Regions from separate parts of the Mus musculus genome. Here region 2 is linked to region 1. A link is a contact called in public Hi-C data. All regions are on one chromosome and are shown on one strand. The core of a region is the stretch at or near the end of the contact, and the rest is flanking DNA. Distances in the headings are between cores, read along the strand shown. Region 1 has its middle 180 kb from the start of Ptger3. Region 2 overlaps Ankrd13c (ankyrin repeat domain 13c).

Region 1 (4,748 bases), core at 153-2,652:
CAGCTAATGACAGGGGCCAGGTAATGATTTCACACCCTAGTCATAATTTATGCTATTCCTTTGAGCCTTGTGAAAGCTAGCACTAGGGGGTTCTGCTCTAGCAGAACTTTTCATGAATAATGCAACACTGTAGTTCCTCCTTAAACCACAACCCTCCTTTTTCCTAGACCATGGTAAATTCTTGCATATGGGAGTAACTAGGCTGCTTTTATAAGTATCTGTAGGGAATCTCCATTGTCAAAAGAACTCACCAACTTGCTTCTAATATGCAATGTAGTTTGCCAGACCTGACTGTAATGAAGATTTTAAGTATACTTTGCTAAGCTTGCCCTGAGATTTCTAATTCTTATCCAGTAAAATACTGTAAGAAAGCACGCAAGACCCTCCACACTATCACAGGGACAAATCTGGAGCATTCTAGCTATGGGAATGCCAAATTTCCAGGAGACTAAGTTTCCATGAACTTTTCGCCTCGGGACTGCATCCAGGTTTCTGGGCCTGTCACGCGAATCACTACTGGAGTGGATGTAGCACTACACTTTTCATAGAAACCCTCTTTGAGGTCCTGTCTCCTTCCAAATTTAGATCAGTGCTTCCTCCTAGGCCTTCCTCTGTGCCCCTTTCCTTCCTATATCAGTATATAATATGAATATATATATTTATTTTAAATAAGACTATATATACAAGAAAAATAACAATTTTTCTAAAACTAGTATAGCTCTATTAAATGTGAACCTCAGATGGTCTCATCAGAATAAGTGTGCTGATGGTGGATGTCTGTCTATATAGCCTTCATTTCACCCCCTATGTGTCTCCCAGAGTATCAACCGTAGCTGTACCTCATCATGTGTGCAGCAAACAGAGAGCCCTTGCGGTTTAACATCTGGATATAGAATCATTTTTCATGTTACTTTCCTTCCTCCCATAACAGCATATTCAAGCTTTCTTAGAAAACAGATGTCTGAGTGTCCCAGCACAGAAAGACAGGTTGATTGCTCAGTGTCTTTATTGTTATATTAAATTACAAATTAGTATCCAGGGACAGCTAACTCTGAAGACTGCTCTTAAAAATAATTTAATTTCTAAACATATCTAATTTAATAGTCAGATAGATAGATTAGTGGATAGACATTGAATTATGGAATAAAGAGCAAGAAAGACCACTCAAGAAAGTTCTGGAATTATGAGGAGAATGGCAAAGCAAATGGTCCCTGATTGACAATGGCTTGATTTATAATTTCATAGTTTTATAAGGGCCCAAAGGTAATATGCAATCAGTAGAAAGTGTACTTTGGATTTTAAAGTTTGATTTGTTTTTCCACAGCCAAGGGTAGAAAGGGCAGCACTTTCTTGGTGCTGGGCAATGTCAGAGAGCCACCGATCTCCACCAGCCAGTGATTGTGAGAGTAAACATCCAGTCAGCACTCTTGTTGACCCTGTTGCTAGGCTCACAGTCAGCAGATTGAGTGCACTGAATAGATTTTTTTACTACACAACATTTCAGCTTATGTGTGTTTGTCAGGATGTAATCCTCTGTAGCTTGCAGTGGCAAGCTATAAAGGGTGTATCACTTCATGCTGCTTCTTACTCATGAGAAAGAAAGGTCTGCCTACCAAGAGGCAGCACTTGGGCAGCAAACTGAAGAGCAGCATGAGAGGAAAAAGAGTTCCTTTAGGCATAAACAGTACACATAGACTTTGCCAGCAGGCACAAGCAATATGCACTACAAAATGTTAGTCCACCGGGAAGTGGTGGCACATGCCTTTAATCCCAGAACTTGGGAGACAGAGGCAGGCAGATTTCTGAGTTCAAGGCCAGCCTGGTCTACAGAGTGAGTTCCAGGACAGCCAGGACTACACAGAGAAACCGTGTCTCGAAAAACAAACAAACAAAAAAAAAAACAAAAACAAAAACAAATAAAACGAAAAAACAAAAAAAAGAATCAAAAATAAAAAAAAAAATGCTAGTCCAAGGAGCTTTGTTCATCCATCACAGAGATGCCTACCCATCTCTCAATACAGTTCATTAGTTTTAAATTGCTAAGTTTTCTTTTCAGCTTCTGGCTATTATAAATAAGGCTGCTATGAACATAGTGGAGCATGTGTCCTTATTGCAAGTTGGAACATCTTCTGGGTATATGCCCAGGAGAGGTATTGCTGGATCCTCCAGTAGTACTATGTCCAATTTTCTGAGGAACCACGAGACTGATTTCCAGAGTGGCTGTACAAGCTTGCAAACCCACCAGCAATGGAGGAGTGTTCCTCTTTCTCCACATCCTTGCCAGCATCTGCTGTCATCTGAATTTTTGATCTTTTGAGTGCTGTGACGTGGAATCTCAAGGTTGTTTTGAATCTCAGGTTGTTCCCCGATGATTAGGGATGTTGAACATTGTTTCAGGTGCTTCTCAGCCATTCGGTATTCCTCAGGTGAGAATTCTTTGTTTAGCTCTGAACCACATTTTTTAATGGGGCTATTTGATTTTCTAAAGTCCAGCTTCTTGAGTTCTTTGTATATATTTGATATTAGTCCCCTATCTGATTTAGGATTGGTAAAGATCCTTTCCCAATCTGTTGGTGGCCTTTTTGTGTTATTGACGGTGTCTATTGCCTTACAGAAGCTTTGCAATTTTATGAGGTCCCATTTGTCGATTCTCGATCTTACAGCACAAGCCATTGCTGTTCTGTTCAAGAATTTTTCCCCTGTGCCCATATATTCGAGGCTTTTCCCCACTTTCTCCTTTATAAGTTTTAGTGTCTCTGGTTTTATGTGGAGTTCCTTGATCCACTTAGACTTGAGCTTTGTACAAGGAGATAAGAATGGATCAATTCACATTCTTCTAGACAATTACTGCCAGTTGAGCCAGCACCATTTGTTGAAAATGCTGTCTTTTTTTCCACTGGATGGTTTTAGCTCCTTTGTCAAAGATCAAGTGACCATAGGTGTGTGGATTCATTTCTAGGTCTTCAATTCTATTCTATTGATCTACCTGTCTGTCACTGTACCAGTACCATGCAGTTTTTGTCACAATTGCTCTGTAGTACAGCTTGAGGTCAGGCATGGAGATTCCACCAGAAGTTCTTTTATTGTTGAGGTACATTTACACAATGGAGCACTACTCAGATATTGAAAACAATGAATTCATGAAATTCTTAGGCAAATGATGGATCTGGAGGATATCATCCTGAGTGAGGTAACTCAATCACAAAAGAACACACATGATATGCACTCAGTGATAAGTGGATATTAGCCCAGAAACTTAGAATACCCAAGTATAAGATACAATTTGCAAAACACATGAAACTCAAGAAGAAGGAAGACCAAATTATGGATGGTTTGTCCCTTCTTAGAATGGGGAACAAAATACCAATGGAAGGAGTTGCAGAGACAAAGTTTGGAGCTGAAACAGAAGGAAGGAGCATCCAGAGACTGCCCCACCTGGGGATCCATCCCATAAACAGCCACCAAACCCAGACACTATTGCGTATGCCAGCAGGATTTTGCTGACAGGACCCTCATATAGCTATCTCTTGTAAGGCTATGCCAGTGCCTGGCAAATACAGAAGTGGATGCTCACAGTCATCTATTGAATGGAACACAGGGCCCTCAATGGAGGAGCTAGAGAAAGTACGTACCCCAGGAGCTGAAGTGGTCTGCAACTCTATAGGATGAACAGCAATATAAACTAACCAGTACCCCCAGAGCTCATGTCTCTAGCTGCATATGTAGCAGAAGATGGCCTAGTTGGCCATCAGTGGGAGGAGAGGCACTTGGTCTTGCAAAGTTTATATCCCTAGTACAGGGGAATGCCAAGGCCAGGAAGCAGGAGTGGGTGGGTTGGGGAGCATTTGAAATGTAAATGAAGAAAATATCTAATTAAAATTTTTTAAATAAATAAATTGCTAAGTTTTATCCCAACAAGATGATTGGTTATTCTGACTGTTAATTCCTCAACTGTAGATTAGCTAACTCAAGAGAAGGAGAACATGACCAGCATAGCCACTCTTCTGTGCCCCCCTCCCCCCATGCTCCCATCTAGCATCAGACCATGAATACAGTCATTTCCTTGAGAGCAGCTTCAGTTGAAGGGTGCTCATCAGCACTTTCCTGCAGAGCTCAGCACTGCTGACTGAGACCAGGAGGGAGAGAAAGCTGTGGTGCCAGGGTGACTTTCCAGACATGAGAGGCCAGTGTCTTTGGGATCTTACTCACTTCCCTGCTGTGACTTGTCTCACTGTTCTGAACCACTCTCCACATGGCAAGGCATGCTCTAGGAGCAGAAGCAAGACAGCCCTGCAGTTAGTGGAAGCTGCTGTTCCGGTCAGCATAAGCAGACTAACTCTGTGAAAGTCATCTTTCAGTCTTTCTCTTCTGCTTATAAGCTTGTGAGATGTCCATAGGTGGAAATAGTGCCCAAAGTTTTGCCTCATTGTTTACTCAAACTGATCTATCAGCTTGGAGAGTCAGTTTGTCCATCTACCCTAAGGAGAACTGGTGAAACTTCTGTTTCCACAGAAAATGTCTATCTGGTCACATGCTTTGTTTTTAAGTACCTTGACAGTACGCCTTATCAGAACCACTAGAGAACGTGGCATTTCTCCTAGACTTTCTGCTCTATGTCTCATCCTCATCCAATGTCTAGAGGGTTCAACATCCTTCCATCTTCACAAATGTTCTGCTTTTAGCCTTTTATCCTTTATCTCCTGCCTCACAATCTAGCCTAAATTACCCCACTTTTGCAAATCTAATCA
Region 2 (4,400 bases), core at 425-2,924, 250 kb after region 1:
AAGCTCAGAGAAAGTGTGGTTTACTTGAACTCTTCTTGTCTGCCTTCCCTTATAAGAAAGTTCGCACATGGCTCCATTCTTTTTCTAGTGCTTTTTGTTTAAGAGGCTTGTGAAGAGATGTATATACTTTGTTTTGCTGTGTCTTTCCTCTTACTTTAGGCTCTTTTATCTTGTCTGCTCATATGACGCTTATATTTCTATAAGATGCCAAATTTAAGTGTCAGTGGAAGTTTCTATAATTCCCATCACATCTGTTAGCAGGAGAATGTAAGATCACCTAATATATGCTAAGGCTCTTTTGCCTGGCATGCACTGTATGCAATATTGATGAAGGAGTGTTCAGGTTTGAAATTGGTCTGAATTGCGTGTATTTATTAAAACACCATTGTATATTAAATTCATGGTATAATTTTGAATTAAATGAATAATGAAACATTTTAATAAATAATACTTATAAATTCATAAAATTAAATAATACAAATTTAACAATAAGAGCCAAATCAGGTAAAGGGTGAGATTTAATTTTTTTAAAGTTACATCTTATTGAACATAATAAGTGAATGTTTTCATATTAGAAAAACAAAAATAAGCCTTGTATTCACGTAAAACTCATAGAAGAGAGAAATGAAGGGTGTAGAGGATGAGTGAGGTGAGCTATTCGAGAAAAGGGAAGAAAACTGACAGGGTTGTGGAGGGAGACCTTTTTTGCTTAAAGGGGATTGGCTTGTGTTTTATGGGACTTTACATGTCTGAACTGTGTATAGTAGGCTGGACATTAACAGGAGAGTTGGGATTATTTGGAGTTAAAAATCTGCTGTTAGGCTGTCAGGGTTTTTGTGTTACAAAATTTTAAAGTTCAGTTTTAAAGCAGAATTACATTTTCTTCTAGAATTCTTAGTCTTTGCTATTAAGACTCAGGGTTGGATAAGACCCACATAGTTTATAGAGGGAAATCTACTTTTTCAGAGTCTGTTAATTTGGTGTTAATTGTATTAAAGATGCCATCACAGCACATGTTGACCATCACAAGATTAAATATCATACAGCTTTACATATGAAGTCAGGAAACTCTAGTGGTTACTGTCTATGATACTGGAACCCCTGTAGACTTTTTTAGTGTTTTTCACACATAAATACTTCTCTGTAAGTAATGTGCTGTGCTTTGTACTGATACTCTTTAATACAGTGCTGTCAAAGGCTTTGGAATTGGCTGTCCATGAGTGTGGCAGGAACCTCTACTTCACACATAAATGCTGCTTATGCCCGTTAGCAGCTTGCATGTGACACAGTGAAGGTGCCTACAGTACTTACCTGCAGCCATAGTGTTATAGATACAGGAATGAATAGCTTACATTGCTGCTGTTTCCTCCTTTGTAACTGAATTTATCCCCCTTCCCCATGCCTTTGCAGTGCACAGTGTAGGCAGTAGGAACTGCAGTGGCTGGATCATGAGCAGCACATACCTGATACTTTTGTTCATAGCATAGCTTTTGTTTAACTGCTGCTCCTTTTTATGGTCACAAGACCTGTTAACCACCTCCTAGCCAAACTTAACTTTGACCTTTGAGCCCTCAAAGCCTATTTGGCAACAAGTGGCACTTTGGACTCCAGGCTGTGGGTCCAACATTACAGTGCATTTGTTGCTTTGAAGTCTTACTTGTCTGTACTCTGTTCTTCTGGGCAGCATTAGATGGATCTCCCCAAGAGAAGATAAATATTGAAAACTGCTGTCCACCTAGTGTTACCACTAAGCAGCCAAAAGCTCTTGAGGAGCGGCTAGGTGACCTCCTTAAGTCGTTGACAGGTAAGGAGGGAGTCAGTATACCATGGTTCCCATTTTGTAGATAGAAACTTGTTTAAAATGCTTGGCTTCCTGGTGACTTTTAAGAGATGTCCTATATACACAGTTTTGGACATGTCAGGGTGGAGTAGGCAGCCTGGATGTAGGTAAAGATGGGAAGCTGGGTCAGGTAAAGTTCGTCGTAATAAGTAGGTAACTTTTTACATGGGAGTGTGTGAGGGTTGGAAGTGTGGGTCGGGGTCGGATGATTAATGAAGCATCCCTGCAAAGAACTGTTTGCTCTCTTTTGGATGCCTTTTTATCTGTGCCTGCATCTATGATGTAAACACTTTACATGTATTATTGAGCAAGGCTACTTGTATTTGCTTCTTTTCAAAGCAGTAACTTTTATCCAGTCAGAGATCAGAGAGGGTCCAGTGTGGCATGGACTGTGGATTTTAATCCTGCTTTTCTATCTATAAAATGGGAACAACAGTGTTACCTCTGACCCCTCCTTGTTATTTGAAATTGCGTGTTTAGTGAACTTCTAAGATTGCTTTGTGCTGCTTGGTAGTGAAAGAACACCAGTGTACTTCTGTTTAGACTACCTAATGTGCAGGTTAACTAGCATTACTTTAAATTTCCCTTTGTAGTTTGGAAATGAATGATTGTATTTTTAACTTACAAAAATAATTTGGTGACTTTAAATATCAGGATATTTATTTTCACCTACATGGTACATACTTACAGAGAAATTTATGATCTCAACGCTTTTTTAAAATCTGAGATCAACCTTCCTTTAAACTGTCATTTTGGAATATTTGATTTGTTTTAGGAAAGAGTAGGAAACTTTTTGGCAGACTTTTATCTGGTGAATGGACTTGTTCTAGAATCAAGGAAAAGGAGGGAGCACCTGAGTGAGGAGGACATCCTGCGGAACAAGGCCATCATGGAGAGCCTGAGCAAAGGGGGGAGCCTGGCGGAGCAGAGCTTTGAGGTACACTCTTCATTACCTCTGTCTACCTGTACAACTCCATTCTCTTTGTTTCTGAATAATAGAGGATGGGGGGGGGGGATCTTTGGTATAGTTTTGAGTCTGTGCTTTGTCTTTGAAGTCATTTTGTAAGCATGGATTGTGGTGTTAATTTTATTCCATGTCTTGTTGCCTGCTGCCTTCAAGACCCAGCTGAAGGTTCACCCACTCCTGGGCCATATCTACTGTGTACAGCCTGGGAACTATGTATTGAGTCTCTGCTTATTGAAACACTGTGTGCAATGAGTATGGGGCTCAGAAGAAGTGGGAAAAAGAAAGTAGAAAGTGAGAAGATATATGAAAAATGAGGATTGTTCTACGGTCTTATTTCTAATATGAACCAGATACTGCTTTATTCCTGTTTAAAATGTATTTTGTATATATATGTGTGCACATCATGTGAGCTCAGGTGCCCACAGAGGCCAGAAGTATGTCAGATCTTCTGGGACTGGAGTTATAGATGGTTGTAATCTGTCTGATATGAGTGCTGGGATCCAAAAGTGGCTCCTCTGAAAGAGCAGCAGATGCTTCTGACCACTGAACCATCTCTCCTGGTTTCTTAAATTTGTTGTGTTTCAGGCATATCCTCTATCAAGACTCCCAGATATTAACTTAACTCTCTCTACAGGACATTTTCCAAGTCTCAGAATAGGGATCCTTGAGAGAGAATAGGATTAGTCCAGTGGGTCATGACCACTTTTCTTTTCAAACTAGTGTCTGAATAAAACAACAAAGAAGAAGCACATCTCACAAAATGTAGTCACTGCTACTCTTTGAAACAGCAGTCTTAGGGGCTGTGAATGCGTTTGTAAGCACGCATATATGTTTGAGCACTACGCCTACAGTCAGAAAGATTGGGAACTAAGGACAGGAGGCTTGGGTACTTAATCTATAGCAAAATGGCTGGATTTCCTTAGAATAGTGTGACAGGTTCTAAACAATCCATGGTAATACTGTGTGTGTGTGTGTGTTTGTATGTTCCAGAGATTGAGCATATTAGCCATATTTGAAGTGACTACAGTATAGAAATATTTCAGTTAAAACTGGGTGTTAGCATCCTCTTCTTGCCAAATGCTGTTTGTGTTTCTCAGGCTTTCTCTTGCTCATAATCAGCACCCTGTTAATCTTTATACAGTCACAAATTCTTGGTTAGTAGGCAATAAAGGGCACAGCAAAAGCAGCTAACTCGACGGAATCTCAGTACAGCCTGGCAGAGCTGCTGCTTCCTTTATTTATTTATCCATTTATCCATTTATCCATTTATCCATCCATCCATCCATCCATCCATCCATCCATCCATCCATCCATGCATCTATCTATCTATCTATCTATCTATCTATCTATCTATCTTTCTATCTATCTATCTATGTTTTTCAAAACAGGGTTTCTCTGTGTAGCCCTGGTTGTCCTGGAACTCATCCTGTAGACCAGGCTGGCCTCGAACTAGCGTGCCCCACCACCACGCCCAGTTACTGCTGCTTTCTCTATGGACCTTCCTTGACCAAGTTGTGATTTGCATATTATTAAAGGCTTCTTTTGAAAATAGATTTTGTTGTGATGGTGCCTATCACTGGGCTTGTTTAACAT

The links. A called contact is a pair of places that touch in the nucleus more often than the background predicts.
Region 2: a contact with region 1 is called in a Hi-C map of liver, with 4 times the contacts expected there. The contact joins two enhancer-like sites. A contact is called at or near these places in 1 of 484 Hi-C or Micro-C datasets (liver) and 2 of 9 other capture datasets (adipose tissue and pancreatic islet).

The regions. Positions count from the first base shown.
Region 1 is chr3:157,741,794-157,746,541 of GRCm38.p6, forward strand. No RefSeq gene overlaps it. Among named protein-coding and RNA genes, the nearest start is that of Ptger3, 180 kb to the left of the region's middle. Within about 2 kb of position 1,403, at least 5 of the 459 cell types and tissues checked have an H3K27ac peak or open chromatin away from gene starts, as enhancers often do. A contact at or near this core is called in liver, where this site is marked.
Region 2 is chr3:157,991,982-157,996,381 of GRCm38.p6, forward strand. It overlaps Ankrd13c (ankyrin repeat domain 13c), which reads left to right. Exons shown (of 13, transcript NM_001013806.2): 9 at 2,616-2,777. Among named protein-coding and RNA genes, the nearest start is that of Srsf11, 42 kb to the right of the region's middle. Within about 2 kb of position 1,675, at least 16 of the 459 cell types and tissues checked have an H3K27ac peak or open chromatin away from gene starts, as enhancers often do. A contact at or near this core is called in liver, where this site is marked.